Regions from separate parts of the Sus scrofa genome. Here region 1 is linked to region 2. A link is a contact called in public Hi-C data. All regions are on one chromosome and are shown on one strand. Each heading gives the region's core, a stretch centred on a gene start, on an enhancer-like site or on the middle of the called end of the contact. The rest is flanking DNA. Distances are from core to core; before and after follow the strand shown. Region 1 holds the start of RABGGTB (Rab geranylgeranyltransferase beta subunit). Region 2 holds the start of ZZZ3 (ZZ-type zinc finger-containing protein 3).

The links. Hi-C and Micro-C count contacts between places; a contact is called where the count stands out from the background.
Region 1: a Hi-C map of embryonic fibroblasts shows a contact between it and region 2, with 2.1 times the contacts expected there. The contact joins the promoter of RABGGTB here to the promoter of ZZZ3 in region 2. A contact is called at or near these places in 2 of 47 Hi-C or Micro-C datasets (embryonic fibroblasts and heart right ventricle).

Annotation. Positions count from the first base shown.
Region 1 is chr6:137,530,175-137,537,045 of Sscrofa11.1, reverse strand. It overlaps RABGGTB (Rab geranylgeranyltransferase beta subunit), which reads left to right and starts at 2,914. Exons shown (of 11, transcript NR_145513.1): 1 at 2,914-2,934; 2 at 4,309-4,416; 3 at 4,972-5,169; 4 at 6,385-6,490; 5 at 6,652-6,772.
Region 2 is chr6:135,601,889-135,608,699 of Sscrofa11.1, reverse strand. ZZZ3 (ZZ-type zinc finger-containing protein 3) reads right to left here and starts at 2,555. Exons shown (of 14, transcript XM_005653415.3): 1 at 2,351-2,555.

The DNA.
Region 1 (6,871 bases), core at 1,665-4,164, 1.9 Mb before region 2:
TGCTCACCATTGTACTCCCAGAACCTAGAATATTTGGCACATCCTAGGCACTCAAAACATATTTGTTAAATGAATTCATAAAGTAGGAAGGGAGGCTTGCTTTCCTTTACTTCAGCAGTTTGATTCAGTCTGAATGTTGCTTTTTGGATTTGATGCATTATTGTCTCTTTTTTTGCTTGGGCCCACAGTATGCCGAAGTTCCTGGGTCAGGGATCAAATGAAAGTCACTACAGTGACAACACCAGATCCTTAGCCCACAGCACCACAAGAGAACTCTGTGTTATTCTTATTTTGAGTGTTGCTTTTTCCAGGTTTGAATTTTTTTTTTTTCTCTCTCTCTCTCTCCCTTGGTTCCTCTCACTCCACAACACTTCCCCCTCATCTGATTTAGAGGTAAAAGAAAGCTGGGGGACTTACATTACTATTGTGAAATAAAATTCATATTTTGTGGCAAGACAGTAAATATTTAAACATAAAAAAAAAAAATCTCTGCCCTGTGGTCTCCTCTTCCCTGCAATGTGCATTGTGTATCTGAATTACGTACGGACAAAACATTCCTCATCAGCGGCAATAAATAGCAGCATCCTTATAGCTCCTTCCTGGTTCAGAGGGCTAAAAAAAATTGGCCTTGTCACTGCTAAGTCTCTGGCTATAGCTGTGGTTTGGATTAGAGCCCTGGCCAGGGAAATCTGCAAGCCCAGCCTGAGGCCAAAATCAATCAACCTAGCATTAACATGATTAACTTCTTAGAAGAATTCCAGTTATGGCTCAGCAGAAAGGAAACTGACTAGTATCCATGAGGACACAGGTTTGGTCCCTGGCCTTGCTCAGTGGCTTAAGGATCCGGCATTGCCAGGAGCTGTGGTGTAGGTAGCTCAGATTTGACCCCTAGCCTGGAAACTTCCATATGGCCCTTCTACAGGTATGGACCTAAAAAGAAAAAAAAACCCACAGAAAACCAGCATTTAACTGTGCTTTGACTGTGGGCAGAACAGCTCTCAGAGATTTCCAAGTTGCTCTTCCCAAGTTATAACATCTCAAATTTAACTCTAATAAAAAATTCCATATCTTTCTCAGATTGATATCTTTCTCAGATTGAGTGATTGATTTTTTGGCAGCACCATTTAACAAGATAGACTTTTTTTTTTTTTTTTTTGGTTGTGCCCATGGCATATAGAAATTTCTGGGCCAGGGACCAAACCCACACTGGAGCGGGGACTCAAACTGCTGCAGTGACAAGGCCAGATCCTTAACCTGCTGTGCCATAAAGGAACTTTCAAGGAAGACTTTTTGTGGTCTTTTGTCTATTCAGGGTTGCACCTGCAGCATGTGGTGCTAGGGTCCAATTGGAGGTGTAACTGCTGGTCTACACCACAGCCACAGCAATGTCAGATCCAAGCCACATCTGTGACCTACACCACAGCTCACAGCAATGCAGGATCCTTAACACACTGAGCAAGGCCAGGGATCAAACCTGTGAACCCACAGATAGTAGACAGGTTTGTTAACCACTGAGCCACGACAGGAACTCCAAAGAAGAATTTTTCTGGGGGGAGGGGTCTTTTCTGGGGCCACACTGACAGCATATGGAGGTTCCTAGGCTAGGGGTCGAATCCAAGCTGTAGCTTCAGGCCTAGGCCAGAGCCACAGCAGTGCAAGATCTGAGCCATGTCTGCAGTCTACACCACAGCTCACGGCAATGCCGGATCCTCAACCCACTGAGCGAGGCCAGGGATCAAACCCACAACTTCATGGTTCCACTGAGCCATGACGGGAACTCCCAAGGAATAATTTTTAAGATAAAAATTATTAGGGCTAGAAACATCATCACTTAATGATAAGTGGCTTGACTCACCAGAAATAGATAGTTCTAAACTTAACATGCATTTAGTAATACATGTTATCCTAGCCTCAAACTATACCTGGGGATAGCAATTGAACTAAGAGAGAAATAATGAAATCTATCATCATAGTGGATTCAATATTTTCTCAGTTATTGATAGCTCACACATATCTCTGCGTAAGGAATTCTTCCCCAAATTCTTACTTTTCAGGTTTTTTTTTTTCGTCTTTTGAGGGCCACACCCTTGGCATATGGACGTTCCCACGTTAGGGGTCTAATTGGAGCCATAGCTGCCAGCCTACGCCACAGGCAAGCCAGATCCCAGCGGAGCAAGGTCTGCGACCTACACCACACCTCCAGTGGAGGCAACGCTGGATCCTTAACCCACTGAGCGAAGCCAGGCATATAATCCACAACCTCGTGGTTCCTAGTTGGGTTTGTTTCTGCTTCGCCATGATGGGAACTCCTGAAAAAAAAAAAAATTTAAGAGTAGGTGCCAGTATTTTCTGGTAGGTGCTCAAAATACTTTTAAGGATTAAAGTCCTAAGAAAGCACAGTTACAAATAGCTGCATTAACACACCTAGCAAAGCTGAATTCGATGGAAAGCTTATAAGAAGCATAACGGTGTTTCCTTTTCAAAAACAATCTCCAAATATTGCAAATATTAGAACTTCCTGAAAGAGGAGGGAGTAGGTGAGAGTTAGCTAATAAGAGCTGAATGTGAATATTTATTGCACACGTAATTACGGTGCAACTCTATTTATTACCAGGCATTTCAAAGATCCTCAACAATAAACGATTTCTTAAAAGTTATGCAGATATTTAAACATTACTTAAAACAGTTTTAGATAAAACGGCGGTGTTTAAGGGACAAGAAAACGGGCTTAGAGACTTTAAGCACAGGCAGCGAGGACAGCCATGAGCAGCCGATGGGGTCCTAGAGCAGCCTCGGGATCCCTCTTTCCTTCAGGCGGGAATGTGGTCACCTAAGTCTGGGCGCGGAGGGGACCTGAGAGACGCTTCTGGGCAGGCGCGTGCTGCCTAAATCCGCCCACGAAAGAGCCAAGTTCTCTTTTCGCTGTCAGACATGGTGAGTGTGGACGTGTATTGCATTGCTGTCCGGATGGCTCGGGAGGAGCCTGGGAAGGGTGATATTAAGCATTTTAGTCACCGGTGGGTTGTTTACTAAATATTGGAGAATGGTCGCGTTAAGATAGAGGTCTTGGGAGTATTTTTGAGAGCGGGAGAGAGGGTGAAGTATTATTCAGCGTTTTCTGCAGGCCTTGCATGCGTCGTTGCCGCCTCTGATTTTATTCAGACTTCCTGCTATCGGTCGGGCCTCCTGGTTCAACAACCGGATTTCTTAATTTCCTCCTAAAAACTGGGCAAGTCGGTAGTACCTTTTTCCTTCTATATGTAGGTTGAAGCATATATATATATATATATATATGTATGCGTTAGAATTATTATCCAATGTAATAAATGGAGTAATAAAATTAAAAAAGAATTATTTAAGATCTTTAGAATGATTAGCGGTACGATCTTGTTGACCTAGTAAATTTTAATGGGCAATGGGCTAGACAAGAAATTGACTATTATTTTTTTGTTTTGTTTTGTTTTCTTTTTAGGGCTGCATCCATGGCATAGGAAAGTTACCAGGCTAGGGGTCCAATCAGAACTGTAGCTGCTGGCTTATGATACAGCCACAGCAATGTGGGATCCAGGCCTAATCTGCGACCTACACAACTCGGAGCAGTGCCTGATCCCTAACCCAATGAGGAAGGCCAGAGATCGAACCCACATCCTCATGGATGCTAGTTGGATTCTTTCTGCTGAGCCACAACGGGAACTCTGAGAAATTCACTATTTTATTATTGATAACTGTTGTGACCTACTTCAAATAAAACAGTAAAGTACAGTCTTAGATATAGATCAGAAATGTGGATAACTAGAGCAGCATTCTCGTCCCTTGGGGACTTGTTGCATTTGGGGAAACAGGCTAAAGCTGGAGAAGGTGAGTCTAAAGGGACTGCTTCCTTGATAAATAACCTTTGAGGTATATGGAAGGTGCTTCGAAGTTCCCAGAATTTATACAATTTCTAGAGTTAAACTTCATTAAAGCACTTAACTCAAATTATGGAATAAATAGATTTTTATTTTATTTTGGTGTTCTGTGTGAAAGATAAAGACAGATGAAGGTAGTATTTTTGGGTCGATGATGAGCTGGCATGTATTCTGAATCTAAAGTTGATTAGTACTACTTTAGCTCTAGAATTACTCTGAGACCTGAAAAATACTTGGATCTTTATGAAGGACTTTAGTGCCTTGGTTTTTCTTGGCCAGATAATTTTAAATTGAAAGTTTTCATTTGGCAACACGAAATAAAAAGTTCAGATGTATATTGAACACATGCTCTGGGGTCAAATATTAAGAGATAACTTATGAAATCAATTTATTGTGGAAGGGTACACCGCAGAAGGATGTCATTATCAAGTCAGATGCACCTGACACCCTATTCCTGGAGAAGCATGCAGATTATATTGCATCCTATGGCTCAAAGAAAGATGATTACGTATGTATGCTTTTATGTTGAAAAGTTTATACTCTTAAAGATGTAGACCATTCTGTAAATAGATCAGTATGGACCATGTTGGTATCTAACTCCTGCGTGCCAAAGCCTGAAGCTGTATCCTTGAGTATAGTGAATGCACCTTTGGATATCTGTTGAGGGACCATGGGAATTAACCATGTTTCTTACTTTGGTAGGCAAAGTAGATTCCCATTCGGCCCAGATCTGTATGAATTATGAAGTACGGACTAGATTACTATTTTTGTAGTTTAGACAATATTTTCAAGGTCAATGATGTGTTGGCATGTATTACCTGAGTTTACAGTGATGTGTAGTAACACTAAAGCTCTAGAATTACTCTGAGACCTTGAAAAAGTTCAGCCCTGAAGAATGGCTTTCCAAGTTTTCCTCTCTGGGACAGTCTTAGAAAAAATTAATGAACAACTTAATTGGAAGTAGATATTTTACCGGTGTAACAGTGGCTGTAGGGCTTTGTGTGTTCAGTATCTAAGCTGGCATCAATTCAAACTAACACAGTAAAGTAATTCTATATTTTAGGAATACTGTATGTCTGAATATCTGAGAATGAGTGGAATCTATTGGGGTCTGACCGTAATGGATCTCATGGGACAACTACACCGTATGAATAGAGAAGAAATTTTGGCATTTATTAAGTCGTGTCAACACGAGTGTGGTGGAATAAGTGCTAGCATTGGACATGATCCGCATCTTTTATATACTCTTAGTGCTGTCCAGGTAAATACTAAAAACTAAGCAGCCATGATAGTTTATTCTCTTACCTGAGAGTGGGGAAATTGAAACTAGGTATTAGGAAGGTGAGAGAAACCAGTATCTTTTCATATGACATCTATTCTACAAGGTCAATGATGTGATGGCATGTATTAGCTGAACCCGAAGTTGATGTAACTCTAAAATTACACTGAGACCTTGGTAAAGTATTTATTTTCAGTATATGTAAATATTTGAGAAATCGTCAGTGGACGTGTTTTTGTTTTAAGCAAGAAAAATCTTTGTTTAAGCCATGGAACTCTGGTTTATTAGCATATTGTATCCTATCCTGAAAGATATAACCTAAGTCTTATAATAGAAACTAGCATTTCTCAAAGAAAGTAGTATTTTCTTTTTTTTTTTTTTGGTCTTTATAGGGTTACACCCACAGCATGTGGAGCTTCCCAGGCTAGGGGTCAAATTAGAGCTACAGCTTTCAGTCTACGGCACAGGTACAGCAACTTAGGATCTGAGTGACATCTGCCACCTATACCACAGCCCACGGCAACACCCGATCCTTAACCCACTGAGCGAGGCCAGGGATTGAATCTGAAACCATGGTTCCTAGTCAGATTCTTTTCTGCTGTGCCACAACAGGAACTCCAGCAAGTAGTATTTTCTACAGAATTTCATGTGGAACATATTCAAAGAGAATAACATAACGGATTATATAAATTGGCCAAAGCCCGTTTACCATATGTGTAGAAGCCTCCTTCATTCAGCTATTTCTTATGTTGCAAAACCTTCCTGCATGGCATTTGATTCCCTCCAAGGCTGGCTATTTCCTCCCTTGCTATTCTCATCTTGCTTTATTTCTGGCAATACAAGATGCCTGTGGTTCCCTGCATGTACTCTGCCATTTCACCACTGTGCTCTTTTCCATGAAGTTTAAATTGTGGTATTAGTGAAGATCACAAAGATTTAAAGTCTGTATACATTAGTTTATATGAATCTTGGAGTGCTGAGTTGACAGTTTGTAAGTAAAAAATAATACTTTGTGGTTAAAGGGTTGTATTGATAATACCTGTAATTTTATTGCATAGTAGAAGATAAGTGCATGTTTGAAAAGAGTTCACAATGCTTAGGGACATGCTTAACAACTTAAGGTAGTTGAGGAAGAACATTAGAACAAACTTAGCAGTGTTGAAGAGGTGTATTTACTTTGGTTTGTTTTTATTACAGATCCTTACTCTTTATGATAGTATTAATGTTATTGATGTAAATAAAGTTGTGGAATATGTTCAGAGTCTACAAAAAGAAGATGGTTCTTTTGCTGGAGATATTTGGGGTAATGTTCCTTTAATTCATTGCATCCAAAATACCAATGTAAAAATGTCCTGCTTTGGTGTATATCATAGAAATAAGCTTTGTTACAAATTCTAAAGTATGATGAATTGGGGGCTTTGCTAAAAACTTATAAGGAGATTTTTAAGTTTTTCATCTTTTCAGGTCCCACTAAGCAGCTGGTCTAACTGGAGTTAATGGTCTGCTGGAAGTTCCAGCATGCACTGTGCTAGTTATATCAGCATACAGGAGTACTGGAACAGAGGGGGCCAGTCTAAAAGATAAGGTAGGTGAAATTTTTTTCCCCAATATTTGGTGGCTTTGTAAAGTTTTTTAAAAAATACTTGCATGGAAAAAATAGTCAAAAAACTTTACAAACTTACTG
Region 2 (6,811 bases), core at 1,306-3,805:
AATATAAACATGACTATAAGTGTAAATACATAACACAAATATTAAACATAAAAAGATAAAGCTCAGAGTTCCCTTGTGCAGTGGATTAAGGATCCAGCATTGTCACTGCAGTGGCTCAGGTCAATGCTGTGGCGAGGATTCGATCCCTGGCCCGGGAACTTCTACATGCCACAGGAAAAGCAAAAAAAGAAAAGAAAAAAAAAAAAATATATATATATATATACACACACACACACATAAATAAACTCAAGTAATAAAACATTTATTTAAATTTTATTTCACCTGGACTTTATTTTTGAACAAAGCTGCCAGCTTACTAAAGCTCTAGGGCAAACATCACTATCACTCAAAACTACACCATCAAAAACCTGACCAAAAAAATTTTTTTAAAAGCATGTAATGTACGCATGAGTCAAAAAACAGGTACATTATCACTAAATAAACACAGAATTGAGTAGAAAATTTTTTACTGATTGCTAATGTTGTGATAGTGTATCTTAACACAACACCCCTCCATTTCCTCCCCTTCCATACATGGAAAAACAAATGCATGGAAAATATCTGGAATAATACACAGCTTACAGCTAAGAGTAGTTACAGAGATTTAAGACTGAGGAAGGCAACTCGATGGAATGATTCAGGAAGCATTTCATCCTATATTCTTCTTCGCACTAAGTGCAGGGACAACTAACACGTTTGTAGTTTATAAAATAAAAAAAAAAACCCATGAATGGATTACTTAATTATCAAATTAGTCTTGTAATTAACTTAGCAAAGTTTATATATAACTAAATATATCCAAATACTGCTCAAGAATACCAAAAAAAGTACAGAATAAATTCATTTTGATAAAACACTGGGGAAATGGAGAAAAAGTAATCTGTCAAATTCATTTAAGGAGAAATTGAACTCTACTTTGACATCAAAGTTTACGAAGAGAAGTTTGCTTTTAAATGGCTTAAAACATCCCATTACCTTAAATATGCAATCTAAAACATTCATCCTTGAACAACAAAGATGGCAACCGCATAACAGTACTTATCAAAATCTTATCGATAATTATGAGTTAACAGGCACGTACAAAAAATTAAAGAACGGTTTTATTCCGACGTCAGGTATTGTCATAGATATAAAGGATCCCTACAAATACTACCACAAGTTATCGTAAATACAAAGTAAATTAGAGTGAGGGAGAAGTTATCAAATGATCAAATAAATGTTTAGGAGTAAATGATGCCCAGAGAGAAGAAATGGAACGCGCTCTATCTTAGGCGTCAGAGAAGAGCCAGTGGAGAAAGGTACTGCGGCAGAAACAAGCGACAGAATGTTAACAGGTCTGGAATTCTTTAGAAAATGGCAACAAGGGGAAAAACTGACAAGATCGTCTGAAAGTAAGAGGAACGGTATCCAATGGAATCGTCACGTCTGTGCGAGCACTGCTCCAAACTTCCAGTGAGACGGGGGAGGAACGATCACTGAGCGGGGGAGAAGGAGCCCCGGCTGAGGGATGCATTCGCTTCTGCAGGTGGCGGAGCGCCCGCAGGGGGGTGGGGAGAATAGTGTCGCCTCAAATGGGTCAATACATTCCCTTCAGGACTAGAGGAAGCTGACACAGCATGTCTCCCGGCACCAAGAGGCACGTGCCCCGGCCCCTCCCTATCAACTTGCCTTGTAGAAAGAGTTGCGAGTCTCAAGCCCCCCGGAACCCAGGGCTCCGCCATCCAGGACAACTGCTCTGCCAACAAGGTCCCGCGAGAATCGGGAGATCTCGCGATACAAGCCCACAAGCATCTCGCGAGTTTGCGGCAGAACCAACATGGCGGTACAGAGAAACTAGTATTTCGGCATATAAAAAGTATTTCGTTAACGAAGAGAAGAATGAGTGTGACACAGAAAAAACAGAAAGTCTTTTCTGTCTTATATTTCTCTTCATAACCCCCTAGTAGAGATGAAAAGCGGCAAACAACCCTAAAACCTCAGACGACCACGATTACACTACAACAAACACAGCAGCCCTCTGCCTCAGCCAACCTCCCCAATATGTCACGTGGAGGCAGAGTCTCTGCGTGCCGGTCACGTGGACCGCTACTAAGCGAGCGCGCGCCCGTCGTCCGCCCCAGAGACTTCCCCGCCCCCCTTTTGCCCGCGCACACGTGCGCGCGCACCCCCGCCCCACGTGGGGGCTTCGCCGTCGCCGCCGCAGCCGCCGCCGCCGCTACCTCCAGCCCACCCCCTCCCTGCACTCGGTTCCAAATCCGGGTCCCAGAATCGGTTGTCCGGTGGTTCCCTCCTGCTCCGTTCTCCCTCCCCCATCTCTAGCCGCCACCACGTGCCCCGAGCGCCTGCTCACCTTTCGCGTGGGGCCAGGCACCTCGGGCCACTCGGGGAGGCGCCGCCGTCGTGGCTGCTCTCCGCCCCCGCCACGGCACTGGCTTGGGTGGCCGCCGCCGCAGGAAGCTCGACAGCGGCGCCGGGGCGCTTCCAGGTGGGTCCCCGCCTCCCGCTCCTGCTACTTCCCGCAGCACCAGCGGCTCCTTCCGGTCCCCTCCTTTCTCCTCCTCGCTGGGACAGGCGGGCGGTGGCGGCTGCTGGCGCGCTCACTACACCGCCTGCTGGTAACCGCAGCCGGTGCAGCGCCAGCGGGCCGGGTGGGCCGGGGGTGGCCGAGTTTCGCCCCCGCGGTTCGCCCGCGCCCCTCGGCAAAGGTTGGTCTAATGAGGGCAGGACACATTCCATCCCTTGCCTGTAGTCAGGGTACTACCGTTGGAGGAAAGTCTTCCCGGTAGCCCGGCCGTTGGTCCTCTTCATCCTGCCCTTTGTGGCCTCTTGAGAGATTTGTACACTCTCCCTCCCTTAGCAGTGTGGTCTCAGGTAGGAAAATATCTGTATGTACATTGAATATGCTCCTGCCTTCCTCCAGCCGCATAGAACCCTCGCACGCCTCTCTGGTTTTCTAGCTGTTCCTACAACACGCAGGCTCGATCCACTTCAGGACTTTGCGTTTGCTATAGCCTGCGCTAGAACACTTCCTCCAGATTTTTTTTTTTTTTTTTTTCTTTTTAGGGCCGCACCCGGGGCATATGGAGGTTCCCAGGCTAGGGGCCAAATCGGAGCTGCAACTGCCAGCCTACACCTCAGCTCACGGCAACTGCTGGATCCTTAACCCACTGACTGAGGCCAGGAATCAAACTCAAGACCTCATGGATCCTTGTCGGGTTGCTTATGCTGAGCCACGTGGTAGATGTTCCACAAGTATTTCAGTTCCCTTCTCAAAGGTGGACATCTGAAACTTCACAGACCAGCTCTATCCAAAAGAGCACACTTGCACCATCGCTCTTACTGTCTTTACTTGCTTATATGACAGTTATCACTTACAGACATTTGTCCACCCTTTACCACCAAGAATGTGAGATCCTTAAAGGTAAGGAAGGACTTTTGCTCTTGCTGTATCCACAGACCTGTGTCTGGCACAAAGTTTGTTTTTTGTTTTTTTGTTTTTTTTGTCTTTGCCTTTTCTAGGGCCACTCCCGTGGCATATGGAGATTCCCGGGCTAGGGGTCCAATCGTGAGCTGTAGCCACCGGCCTACGCCACAGCCACAGCAATGCAGGATCCCAGCCTCGTCTCCGACCTACACCACAGCTCAGGGCAACGCCGGATCTTTCACCCACTGAGCAAGGCCAGGGACCGAACCCGCAACCTCGTGGTTCCTAATCAGATTCGTTAACCACTGAGCCACAACGGGAACTCCTGGCACAAAGTGTTTAATACTCTTATTAAATCATATCAAGGAACTATAGTGAGCATGCAAGAAAATAAAGGCCCACACTGATAGAGATAAGTCCTTTTTTTTCTTTTCTTTTTGCTTTTTAGGGCTTCACCTTCAGTATATGGAAATTGTCAGGCTAGGGGCCACAGTCACAGCAATGCAGATCCAGAAGTGCATCTGCAACCTACACCATTCCTTAACCCACTGAGCGGGATTAGGGATTGAACTTAAGTTGTCATGGTTACTAGTGAGGTTCCTTACAGGCTGAGCCACAATAGGAACTTCTAAAAGCCACTTTAACTGGAACTCTTCTGCAGTTATCCTGCACTGCTTGATTGCTCTCTTGTTTTCTTATCTTTGAAACTTTTTTTTTTAGGCAAGTGGATATGGGCCTCCTTTTCTTTTGCTAATGAAAATTGTTAAATGGTTGAAATGCCTTTTTGTACTTGTTTTAGTTGGGAGTTCAACTCAAAAGAACATGTTTGGAGATAAATTGTGGCAGGTATGTTCTTAAATTGGCACATCAACAAGTCTTTCTTTGTTGAATCAACTTAGTTCCAGGCCTTCTACTAGGACTAGAGACACAAAAATAAACAAAACAGGGTTTCCCTACCTTGCTGTATATGCTGTTAGAGCCAGGTTCTAATTTAAAATAACTGTAACAGCACTGGGAACTATAGTCACTTATGATGAAGCATGATAATGTGAGAAAAAAATGTATGTGTGATAGGGTCACCTTGCTGTATAGTAGAAAACTGACAGAACACTGTAAACCAGCTATAATGGAAACAAAATAAAAATCATTAAAACAACTGTAACAGCTCTCTTCTTGACTCCTATGTGCCATGCAATATGCTATGTACTAATCCTATACTTTATCCTATTTCAGGCTTCCAGTAATCCTGAGATAGAGACTCTTAGTGGTGAGCACTGAAATGTACTTCTAAGATCCATTCTGGCATTGCCTAATATCACACCCCTTCGAAAGGCGGCAAATCCAATGACTGATCAATACAGGAGCACTAATATCTATCTCGGGGAGTTCCCGTCGTGGCGCAGTGGTTAACAAATCCGACTAGGAACCATGAGGTTGCGGGTTCGATCCCTGCCCTTGCTCAGTGGGTCAAGGTTCTGGCGTTGCCGTGAGCTGTGGTGTAGGTCGCAGACGCGGCTCGGATCCTGCGTTGCTGTGGCTCTGGCGTAGGCTGGCAGCTACAGCTCCGATTTGACCCCTAGCCCGGGAACCTCCATATGCCGCAGGAGCGGCCCAAGAAATGGCAAAAAAAAAAAGACAAAAAAAAAAAAAAAAAACTATCTCGGAATTTTTGGAAAGCCAGCCCTCTCATCTCAATTTGGTACCGTTCTGATGGATCATCCCATTTCCAGAATAACCTGCATCCCATTAGGATGGTATCAAAGTTCCACTTCTCTCTCACAAGAGATGATCCAAAGAGCATACCCTAATAAATGCACACTAATCATGTAAGAGTCTGCCTTCTGGAGAACGCAACATGTGATACTATTCACATTTTTTTTTGATGAGAAAATAGGCTTAGGTTAAGTAACTTACCCAAGTTTGAGCTACAGGAGTTCTGTATAGAGATATAAATAGGGTATTGTGGGAACAGAGTAGGACTTGGGAAAGTTTTGTTGTTGTTTTACCAGGGTTGGCATTTGAATTACAGCATGACTTTGCAAAGCAGAGAAAAAAGACCATTTTCAACGGAGGGAACTGCATGAATGAAAGTGTGTGGAAATGAGAGAGGGGAATTACAAGTAGCCCCAAGCAGCAGCGCTCAAGAGTCTTTGGAGCAAGCACTAAAGGGATGAAAGGAAAGGACCATTTCACTGACGCTAAAGAAGGGAGCCAGGAGTTCCCGTCATGGCGCAGCGGAAAGGGATCCAACTAGGAACCATGAGGTTTCAGGTTCGATCCCTGGCCTCACTCAGTGGGTTAAGGATCCGGGTTGCTGTGAGCTGTGGTGTAGGTTGAAGACGAGGCTCGGACCTGGCATTGCTGTGGCTGTGGTGTAGGCCCGCAGCTGTAGCTCTGATTAGACCCTTAGCCTGGGAACCTCCACATACCGCGAGTGCGGCCCTCAAAAGACCAAAAAAAAAAAAAGGATGCCAAAAGTAAGGGTAGATCCTAGCTGAGTAGAAAGGGATAAAATCCCCTCAGATCTTCAGTTATCCAAGAGAGGGAGAGAAGAGCTCTTTTGCTCGTGGAAAAAACAACCACTGCCAACTTCACCGGTGAAGGCTACTCCCTAATTGTGATATATCCATATATGACCTTGGTCCTTTTCATCTAGAATCACAGAATAGTGACAACGCAAGAGGCTTCAAGATCATCTAAAGGGATTGTGTAATATTTTCTCAAGCACTGGCATTCCTTTTACAACACAATCTTAGGCCAGAATCCAAACCCCCAAAAAGATGGCGTGGAAGTGGGCAAGGACTGACCTCTCCCTCAGTCCCTTACCCTGACACACAAGGCACTGTCTCAGAACACACTTAGAAAACCATCAATGTAGTTCATTCATTCATTCTTTTAAGAAATATGCCAGGAGGAATTCCTTGATGGCTCAGCAAGTTAAGGACCCAGTATTGTCACTGCTGTGGCCCAAGTCACTGGTGTGGTGCAGGTTGAATTCCTTCCCAGAAACTTCCATATGCCACGGGGGAAGCCAAAAAAAAGGAAAAAAGAAAAAAAAAGGAATATGCCAGGAGCTGCACTAGAGGTTCTAGAGATAAAGTAGTCAACAAAGCAAGCACAGATCCTACTCTTCCAGAGCCTATAGTGTAGAGAGGGAGGCTAACATTTAGGAAGCAATCACGGGAGTTCCCGTCATGGCACAGTGGAAACAAATCTGACTAGGAACCATGAGGTTTCAGGTTTGATCCCTGGCCTCGCTCAGTGGGCTAAGGATCAGGCATTGCCGTGAGCTGTGGTGTAGGTCACAGATGTGGCTCGGACCCTGCATTACTGTGGGTGTGGCCGGAAGCTGTAGCTCCAATTAGACCCCTAGCCTGCGAACCTCTG